Linked DNA regions of Mus musculus: all the other regions are linked to region 1. A link is a contact called in public HiChIP or PLAC-seq and Micro-C data. All regions are on one chromosome and are shown on one strand. The core of a region is the stretch at or near the end of the contact, and the rest is flanking DNA. Distances in the headings are between cores, read along the strand shown.

The links. A called contact is a pair of places that touch in the nucleus more often than the background predicts. HiChIP or PLAC-seq counts read pairs in DNA pulled down with a chosen protein or histone mark.
Region 2: an H3K4me3 HiChIP or PLAC-seq map of the SCID.adh cell line shows a contact between it and region 1, with 13 read pairs. The contact joins the enhancer-like site here to the promoter of Fzd4 in region 1. A contact is called at or near these places in 3 of 39 promoter capture datasets (the 3T3-L1 cell line, liver and neutrophils), 2 of 15 datasets of contacts at CTCF or cohesin (CD8 T cells and the NIH/3T3 cell line), 3 of 484 Hi-C or Micro-C datasets (LSK cells, myeloid progenitors and nephron progenitors), 20 of 115 datasets of contacts at active chromatin or transcription factors (the SCID.adh cell line, bone marrow-derived macrophages, cardiomyocytes and 12 more) and 4 of 9 other capture datasets (adipose tissue, embryonic stem cells, liver and 1 more).
Region 3: a Micro-C map of muscle stem cells shows a contact between it and region 1, with 4 times the contacts expected there. The contact joins the enhancer-like site here to the promoter of Fzd4 in region 1. A contact is called at or near these places in 9 of 39 promoter capture datasets (the 3T3-L1 cell line, cancer-associated fibroblasts, cranial neural crest and 5 more), 1 of 15 datasets of contacts at CTCF or cohesin (pro-B cells), 77 of 484 Hi-C or Micro-C datasets (the AML12 cell line, B cells, B-cell progenitors and 45 more), 31 of 115 datasets of contacts at active chromatin or transcription factors (the NIH/3T3 cell line, the SCID.adh cell line, SST interneurons and 23 more) and 3 of 9 other capture datasets (adipose tissue, liver and pancreatic islet).

Annotation. Positions count from the first base shown.
Region 1 is chr7:89,402,963-89,406,251 of GRCm38.p6, forward strand. Fzd4 (frizzled class receptor 4) reads left to right here and starts at 1,404. Exons shown (of 2, transcript NM_008055.4): 1 at 1,404-2,009. The coding sequence starts at 1,725. It also overlaps a transcript of Tmem135 not described here.
Region 2 is chr7:89,231,037-89,234,452 of GRCm38.p6, forward strand. All of the region lies in intron 5 of Tmem135 (transmembrane protein 135), which reads right to left. Among named protein-coding and RNA genes, the nearest start is that of Tmem135, 110 kb to the right of the region's middle. Within about 2 kb of position 1,670, at least 11 of the 459 cell types and tissues checked have an H3K27ac peak or open chromatin away from gene starts, as enhancers often do. A contact at or near this core is called in the SCID.adh cell line, memory CD8 T cells and neural progenitor cells, where this site is marked.
Region 3 is chr7:89,182,371-89,185,634 of GRCm38.p6, forward strand. All of the region lies in intron 6 of Tmem135 (transmembrane protein 135), which reads right to left. Among named protein-coding and RNA genes, the nearest start is that of Tmem135, 150 kb to the right of the region's middle. Within about 2 kb of position 1,636, at least 6 of the 459 cell types and tissues checked have an H3K27ac peak or open chromatin away from gene starts, as enhancers often do. A contact at or near this core is called in muscle stem cells, where this site is marked.

The DNA.
Region 1 (3,289 bases), core at 154-2,653:
TATTACCAGTATCCTCAGAATTTAGCACGAGACTGATAAGCAAGGGGTAGTCTTACGATCTACATTTCACGATCTGTCCCAGATATAAACAAAAAGTGGCAGCCGAGTTATTATAGAGCATTATTCATCGGTCACTGTGCTAGATGATCTACACTACTCCGGTACTGAGAACCGCTATGTGACAGGAGAGCATGGATGGACTTCACTCAGAAACTGGCCTACTGCGTGGCCAGTTGGAGGCTCCTTTTAGTCTCAGCAAGTAACAAGTACATGGTTTGGGAAATCACCTGCTGAGAGTTCCACTGGCCAAATGGGAAGCAGAGAGAGGGTGGACCCAATACAGAGTCCTTTCTTTGTGGGTGAAGAAGAGAGAAGCTGGATTGGAACACGGGTGGGAACATCTGCCGACCCCCAGAGTGCCACGGAGAGCAAGAATGGGAACGAAAAAAGTGCAGGATGCAGGGGAAGGGTGTCCCGGGTCTGGGAAGGGGCGTCCTTGGGGCTTGTGCGCCTTCCTCGCTTCGAGTGCACAGGTCAAGCCTCTTCCCTCCCGCGCTCTTACCCTCCCAACCTTATTTAGAAACCGTGTCCCCGAGACAGGAAGGGCGGCGGGCCGAGAAGCACGGAGCGTCCCGGCCTCATTTCCTTTCGAATCCCCCTGTGGAATTTCATTTCGTACGGTGAGGAAATCGGAGCGCGAGCCCATCGGCTGCTCTGTTGCTCCGGAGCGCCTCCCCCACGGCGACTGCAGACCGGCTGCTCCCGGCGCAGGTCGCGCCGAGTGCGGGGCGGGGCCGGGGGGCGGGCGCCAGCCCCACTGGCTAGAGGTGAAATTTTCTGCGAACTGTACCAGGCACCAGCTCTAAGCCTTTCAGGCTTTATCGCTAATCCTCCCAAGTCACTTTACGGATGAGGAACCTGACGCGGAGAGGTTGGGCAATTTGCTCAAGGTCACACAGCCAGGATTTAAAGCCACAATCTGTGTAAACCCCAAATACCGTGTTCTTTGTGTTCATTATTTTGCTTGATACAGAGGTGGCCACGGGGCCGGAGGTGACAGCTGTAAGGGGAAGGACGTGAAAGGGGCATAGATGTGGGAGCACGTCTCACCTGAAAGAGAAGAGCAGGTTGGCTGGGCAGGAGCCACGGGGCTCCATCGCCGCCTGGCCACAGCGTGCAATGGATCCGGGTGGGAGGACGCCGAGCGCCGGGAAGCCAAGCGGGGCGGGGCGCCTCTGGAGCGAGCAAGGGAGAGAGGATCAAGCCGCGGGCGGGGGCCTGACCCTTACAGCAGGAGAGGAGCCCCGCCCCTTCCCGCCCCCTCTGACCAGGGGGGGCTTTCATTGGACAGTCGCGTTGTCCGTCCCGCCCCGCCCCCGCCCTGCGAACCTCCAGCGCCACAGAGCGCTGGGGCGGTGAGAACAGCGCGGCGTAGAGTGCAGGCGGGCTTCGCCGAAAAGCCGGACTCGGCCGGCGCCGAGTTCTGGGATCGCCGCCTGCAGCCATGACCCTAGCAGTCCATCCCTCGGCCCGGGCTCCGGACGTCTGATATCCCGCACATTCTCGTACAACTGCTGGAGAGGCGACTGCTGCCCCCTTGTCGCCCTTGGCGCCTTACCGCATTCCCTATCCGGAGTTGGGAGCAGCGCGGCCACCGGCGCCCCTGTGCAAACTGGGGGTGTCTGCTAGATCAGCCTCTGCCGCTGCTGCCCGCAGCTCTGGCCATGGCCTGGCCGGGCACAGGGCCGAGCAGCCGGGGGGCGCCTGGAGGCGTCGGGCTCAGGCTGGGGCTGCTGCTGCAGTTCCTCCTGCTCCTGCGGCCGACACTGGGGTTCGGGGACGAGGAGGAGCGGCGCTGCGACCCCATCCGCATCGCCATGTGCCAGAACCTCGGCTACAACGTGACCAAGATGCCCAACTTAGTGGGACACGAGCTGCAGACAGACGCCGAGCTGCAGCTGACAACTTTCACGCCGCTCATCCAGTACGGCTGCTCCAGCCAGCTGCAGGTGGGTGCCCCTACCCCCATCCCCGGAGGACTCGGTAGACAGAGACTCCCAAACTCCTTCCTTGGAATCCCTGACAGATCGAGCCTCCTGGTCCCTTCCTAACTTGAGGGTACAACTCCTGAGAAAGTGATTTCCAACCCGCACCCCACCCCCCACTTTTCTGTCCCTCTTGGAGACTGGAAGCCAAAACGTTGTGTAAGTCATCTGGCCCGCGAAAGAACCTATTCTTACACCCCGCCCTTCCGTTTTTCTCCCCTGCCCATGTCTGGCCAAGCCCCTAACCCCAGTGGAGTTGAGGGCTATCTTTGCCAAGGATTCCGGCAGCCGCTGCTTGGTGGGCGAGTCCTGGCAGGGCAGCGGGTTGCACCTAAATCTTGGAAGGAGTGATAAGGAGACAGAACTTCGCCCTTCCAGGTCGCTCATCGACCTCCCTTTTGCCTGTATTTTTGGGTGTAGGTTACCAAATAAAACATCGCTGTCTGTTTTCTGCAGAATGCCCCGCCGTCGTCCTGCACTTTTTAGAGGTCATACAGGAAAGAGTGGTTAGGTTGGCCCGAGTTCTTTCTTGTCCTTAACGTTGGAGGCAGGTTTAATTTTTGGAAGGACTGAAAAGGCTCCAGGAAGGTAGTGTGCATATTTGAAAACTTCTTTTTTCCTTTTCTTTTTTTCCCTCCTTTTCTTAACAGTCATTAAGATGTTAAAACTTTGGTAATGTGTAATGATATAGAAGTTCTTCCTACAATAATAAGTGAAAAGTAATTTGCATATATAACATAGTTATAATTTCTCTTATACAGCTAACTTCAATGGAAAGTAGATTGGAATGAAGTTTTAAAAACTTAACACTCTCCATGTTTTGGTTGGTGAGGCTGAGTGGCTTTTATTAATAAAAAAGAAAAAAAAATGGAGGTTAGAGTTGTCCAGGTTGAAACCTTAAGAAATCTATAGTTCTGGCTGTAGCGAGATAAGAAACAGACATACGGTTTATTTACAGGCTTGGGTTTTTACATCGGTCGCTGTAAAAGCTGAGTTGTGGTTTGGGGAAGATGGTTGGGATTAGACCTGTTGCTGGAGAAATATCCCTGTAGAGGTTTCAGGGCTTCCAAACTAAGTTATAAAAGCTTAGGAAATGATCCTCTCACTCTTAGCCTGGAAACAGCACACGGTTGACATCAGTGGCAAGTTGGTTGGAGAAACAGCTTTTGCAGGGATATATATTTTTAATTACATGTATCCTGGGGAGGCAGCCAAGTTGTTTTGAAAGACAAGACTGGATCCCT
Region 2 (3,416 bases), core at 420-2,919, 170 kb before region 1:
CACTCACTGGTCGCCTAGGCCTATATCATAATGCAAAAGTGCATGCAGTCCTACTTTAAAAGTCCCTATAGTCTATAACAATCTCAAACGTATTTAAAATTCCAAAGTTCAAAGTTTCTTCTGAGATTCATGCAACCTCTGAAAAATCAAAATGAAAAAGTAGATCACATATTTCCAACATGTAATGGCACAGCACATACACTGCCAAACATTACCATTTCAAAAGGGAGAAAAGAACATATTGAGAAAATTCTGGGCCAAAGCAATACCAAAACAGTTGCACAAACTCCAAATTCTGCATCTCCAAGTCTAATGCAAAAGTCTCTTTCAATTCCTTTCAGCTTTGTTGACTGCAATACACATCTTTCTCTTGGGTTGTTTCTACTCCCTGTTAGCAGCTTTCCTTGGCAAGCATCCCATGGCTCTGACATCTCCACCATCTTAAGATCTCCAAGGAAATCTAGGCTTTAACTTCACAGCTTCACACAATGGCCTCTCTAGACCTCTACAAAGGACACTCCTGACACATGCATGCCTGGCCTTGGCGGCTTTCCTTAGTCATGCAGGGAGATTCTTTAACCCCTTTCTTCTATCCTTGTCTCCAAAGCCAGAACCACTTGACCGAAGCTGCCAAGTTCTGCTGCTTGCTGGGACTGGAACATGACCCCCTTATTCAATTGCATCGTCACCAGCTTTCTGTTCTCCAGGGTTTCCTTCACTGCCTGTAGACCAGGCAGGCCTCCAACTCTACCTTCAGATTGCTGGGATCAAAGGTGTGCATCACCACATCCATCCCTAAGCTCTTCTTTCATTCTTTTCACAAGTTGGAAGCTTAGCAGGGTGTGGTTTTGCCCAGCGGTCACCATGCCCTTTATTCCATCTAACATTAAGTTTTTCTTTAATCTGTTTATCCCCTTGTACACAAGATATAGCTCCACTCCACTTCCTGGTGCCCCATTTCTCCTTGAACTGCACATTTTGTTTTTTTTCTTGCTCAATTTGCTCCTTTTCATTATAGGTCATCATAAGGGTAAACACTAATAACTACCCAACATAGCCAATGCTGGGTTATTTTGAAATGTCCTCTGCTAAAGCTGTTAATCTATAATTCATCAATTTAGCCTCAGGCAGATTTTCTGGATAATGGCAAAAGGCAGCCACATTCTTCACAAAAATATTGTAAGAATAGTCTCTATGCCACATACCAAAATTCTTCTCCCATCAAACCTCTCCTGAAGTTAGACCTCACAGAAGTTCAAAGCACCCTCAGCACCATCTTCCTTGCTCCCAAGGGGCCATGAAGCCCTGCTTAAAGCATTCAATTGGTTTTGTAATCCAAAGTCCCAAAATCCTTATTTCCTCAAACAAAAATATGGTCCAGCATATCACAGAGTTCCCTAAGTCCCTGGCACAAACTTCTGTCTTTGTTGGAGTTTCTATTCCTGTGAAGAAGACTTCATGGCAACCCTTATGAAGAAAAACATTTAATTGGCACTGGTTTCATTTCAGAGGTTTAGTCCATTATCATCATGAGGGATGTATGGAAGCAAATAGGCAGACATGGTACTGACGAAGGGAATGATATATCTACGTCTTAATCCACAGGTAGCAAGAGAATGCCAAACTGGGCCTATCTTGAGCATCTGAGACTTCAAAGCCTACCTTCAGTAACCCACATCCTCCAACAAATCCAACCTACTGCAGCAAAGCCACACCTCCTACAACACCATTCCCCATGAGCTTATGGGGCCATTTTCATCTACTACAGTGTCCACACAGTGCTCAGCCACAAATGGGACACCTATATCACTCTACCCACCTCCAAGGCTCAGGGACCAGAGAGCAAGGGAAGATTGAAAGACTATGAGCCAGAAGCCAAGGAGGATCACTGTAAAACAGTGCCTTCTGGACATAATGGCAGCATGCCTAAACTCAGCACAGCTTGCGAGGCACAAGATGACAGCTACCATTCTAGCATGGAGTAGGAAGGACACACAGACCTCTACCCCAACTGGGGAGCTAATGAGCTGATGGCTTTGGGACAGGCAAAGTCAGCTTTCTTTAAGGGTATGGTCCCTGTTACATTGACCACAGTCCCACTGGATAGCCCCCTACCCATGAGTATATGAATAACTCAAATTGGACACAGTGAGCTATAAAATAAAGAGGGCAGAAAGTTGAGAAGGGGTGGGGAGGTAGCAAGTAAATCTGTTAGAGGTTAGAAGAAATTTTAGGGGGCTATGACTGAAATACATTGTGTGTGTGTGTGTGTGTGTGTGTGTGTGTGTGTGTGTGTGTGTGTATGTGTGTATACATATATATGAGAATTTCAGAAAATTAATAAAATTAAAATTAATTAATTTCAGAAAATTAAAAATTAAATCATTAAATTATATACTTTCAATGAAGGTAATTTCTATTTTTGTGATTAGTAAATCCATTTTAAAAACTTATCACAAGATTACACGAGGCATTTAAAAAGTTGTTTTCATCACATTTCATCTTCCTATAGATTCACTATGAACAAGAAATTTAATACATAAACATTGAAAAATAACAGTTTTACTATGAGAACACTCCATTACATATGGGGAAACTAACACTTAACTCAAATCACCAAATTCACACACTATGCCAATTTATCATTTCAAAAAAAGGAGTGGGGAGACAGTGCTCAAGTGGCTTGACATGAAAAACTGTGGGTGCAGACAAAGTCCTACTTGTCCTTATCAATAGCAAGGTTCTCAAGACTGACTGGGATTGCTCTTTCCATGGGCTTCACTTGATGATCTTATAATCCCTATAAATTACATTAGAAGTACCATTACACATAAACACACACACACACACACATATTTAGCTAACTTGTATTCAGTAATGGTTGGTATAACATGTGTATATGCAAAGAAAAGGAACATTATTTACATTGGGGGCTTTATGTTTGATTTTAACTCCTGCACTTCTCCTCTTGCTATCTATCTTTTATGCTCTTCCGGAAGTTGCCTCCCTAAAAAGAGGCTTCACGATGTCTACTCACCCGCCCAACTCATGATCTCCCCAATCCACCGTAATCTAACTTCCAGCTACTATACGAAAGCTTGCACAATGTCAGTGAGCCAAGCATTTTTAACACTGTGTCTTCAATTCAAGCCACCTAAACGATCTTTCCCATGAGCTTTGATCTCATTTGCTTCTAAGTCATGAGAAAGCTGTGTAATTTTCTGCCTGAAATTAAGGGCACCTCTTTACCATTAAATGCATATCTCTTTTCTGACCTGACTCCCTGAACCAAATCACATGGCACTTGACACTACACATAACTTCACATACAGAAAACAGAGGTAAGAATCAATCAAACATTTTTAAAAAGATAGATAGATAGATAGATAGATAGATAGATAGATAGATAGATAGAA
Region 3 (3,264 bases), core at 386-2,885, 220 kb before region 1:
ACAAGTTCCAGTACAGAAATGTAAGAAGTATGAGAAAGTGGAAACAGTATCACCTCTATGGATTAGATTGCAGTGGCAGTGACTTGGATGAAAGCCCACATAGAGAATTAAAATGAGTACTCATAAGAAGATTCAGTAAAGACAAAGGGAACACAAACCCCTGAATGATTCAAAGAGAACACAAACAAATCTGAATGAATAGTAAAGTCAGTTCAGGGCATGAAGAGGAAACTCAATAGAAATGTTGAAGAAAACAGAACTAATAAAAGTTTGAAAAATAAAAATAAAATCTAAAATTTTGTAAACAAGGATAAAGGAAAATGAAGCTTCACACTAGACCTCAAATTTTACAAATATGTGTGCATACACACACACACACATATACACACATATGTAGCTTCACACTAGACCTCAAATTTTACAATAATATGTGCATATATATATATGTATATATATATGTATGTATGTACACACACATACACACACACACACACACACACACACACATATCAAAACTGCCTTGAAGGCAAGTATAACTCCAGTGTTTTCCAACTATATTAAACATCTGTCCTTCGAGAAAAGCCCAGCAGTGTTATCATTACTGAGCTGCAAATAAGCCCCTTTGCTTGCAGAAATAATCTGCTCGACAGAATTTTACTAGCTGGGGTAAGGAACGAGGGTGGGGAAGGTGAAATCATTGCCCTTTGCAGACAGAAAACTTTCTACTTGGAACAGAGATAGATCTGACTCATCTAGAGCATATGGACTTTAAGATCCGTAACTGTAAACAGTAGGGTCCAGGCCTGGGTGGTCTGTGTTATGTCCAACAATATATAAATTGGCTTATCCTCAAAGTATATATTTCCATTTTATTATTCTGAGTCATGAAAATATTCAGTCTGTTAAAAAACAGAACCATTTTCAATCCAATCTTTCATCAAAAGGTCCACGTTTTCAATTCACAGTTGAGGACTCTTCTACTCATTAAATTCATGAAAAGATAAATGTCTTTACTGGCATCTTACAGAACATCTAAATAAACTGAAGGTACCCAGTGGGAAATAAACTGAGTGTTATGACTGTCTCTGTTAGTTTCTGCACACTGGCTAATAACAAGCCTAATGGATGAGACGGAAGGAGGAATGCCATGGTGTCACTTTTTCTCTCTGAGGATTTGGAACAGGATAGAAGCCATCTAATCCTTCTTCTAGATTGACTATGCCTCTCGGTTTCTTTAAATACTATGTCACAATGGCCACTGATGTTTAAATGTGTCTGAAAGAATATTTATCGATCTTATCAAAGATACCAATTATTTTCTGGAGGTCTTAAGACTCCTATTAAAATTTGTTCGTCTAACAGACTCAGTGCAAAAGGGGAAGAAAGTACTCTGTCCCAGTGTCGTATGGTAAGACGGTTCTCAAAGCACCCAACTTACTCTCACTGAATGAAAGTAAAGTCCAGATTCCTCATGGATAACAGGAGCTTGGCCTGACTCAGGATATTTCTCCATACCTGCTTAATAAATTTGGTAGACAGTATTTTCAAGTATTTTAACAGACATACCACCAGAGTATGAGACGCTAAGTGCATCAAGGGCAGTGTGTAGGAAGGAAAGTCTTGGCTCCCGGCTAGATTTCTCACTACTGAGTTGTAAAATGATGATTAAATATTCTTTGTTCTGCTCTAATTTCTCCCTTCCAGAGCTGACCTCAGTGTGAAATTCTTTCTCGGTGGAAAGTAAGTGAACTAGCAGGAACTATTTTAGATGCCTGGCTGTTTCCCAGGAAGTACATATGGACACAGATGCTTGCACATATCCAAGGCATCCAGTTCTAATCAGTAACTGCGATGCCAAAATACTTTTCTGTACAAGTAAATCATATTTTTTATTCCACAATATCTAAGTAACAGGAATTTTAATCTTGCACATTTAATAATCCTGCAATTTTGTTAATTCAAGAATTCCAACAAACTTTACCATCTTACAACTGTTGCGCTTATTTTACCAGAACAGGCGGGATAGTGAATACTTACATTGTTAGTATTGTGGAAGATGATGTTGAGTTTGACTTGAAATCTACACATTGTACAACCAGAAACAAATATACTTATTTAAATCTAAATAAATAAAATCCAATGCTAGAAGAAAATAAATATTTTTTTAAAAAATAACATTTTAATAAGAAAAAAGCATTTATGCTGATTCATTAAAAGTATTCTAATTATATGAAAAATAAGAAAATATGAGTATTTTCCTTTCTTCAGCATTGTAAGACATTATTTATTAACAGAAATCAGGAGCGCATACCACAGAGCACTTCTCATGTGTGGTAAAATTTACAATTTTAAAAGTTCTAATCTAAACACAAGTGACTGCTTTATGAAGCAAGCAGCTCACTTCCTACTGTGAATAAACATGTTCCCTTTATAAATATCTTAAAAGAGGATGGTGGTAAATAGTTATGTCATCCATATTTCTGTTTATTGTGCCTAATGCTGATGTTTAATGTGGCATTAAAATAACATATTAGCAACGGCAATTTGTCTTTGAGACAAGGTCTCATACTGTACTCCAGGCAAGCCTTCAACTCACTGTTAGCTCAAATTAGCCCTGAACTCATGGTGTTCTTTCTGCCTTACAGGAATGTGCTTACATACAACTAGAATCTTCTAGTTTTCCAGGTATGCTTATCAAAGCAGACTTATTTAGGAACCTTAAGTTTTGATGTCATATGGTCTCATACATAGTACAGTATCTTATCGTGTGCATGTGTGCATGTTTGTACTCGTGTGTGTGCTAGTGCATCAAGAAGTCAACCCTCAGGCACTGTCAACCTTAGGAGCTGTCACCCCTGTGTTTTAGAGGTGGGGTCTCCCATCAGCCTAGCACTCGCCACTGAGACCCCCTGGCTTTCACACTGACAGGTGTTTAAGTCATCACCCATGCCTCAACTGTGTGTTTTGAAATGTAGAAATTTCATCATTTAGAGAGAGAATTCAATAGTGCGTCTTGACTGTTTTTACCTATATTATGAATAAAATTCTGTGATTTCTTTAATCTCTGCTGCAATTTCAGCTAACTGCTGCCTCTAATCTGAGGTGGCAACAATGTAGACGAGGAAGCACCATGTCTTCAAATGCAACACTATAGAGAAATAGGATTTATCTAAAAATACATTTTGTCAGTGACTGGATTACCAGATTAACATGGGACAGACAACATATTGACTGAATTTATTTACAGGAATCACTCAGTGGAAT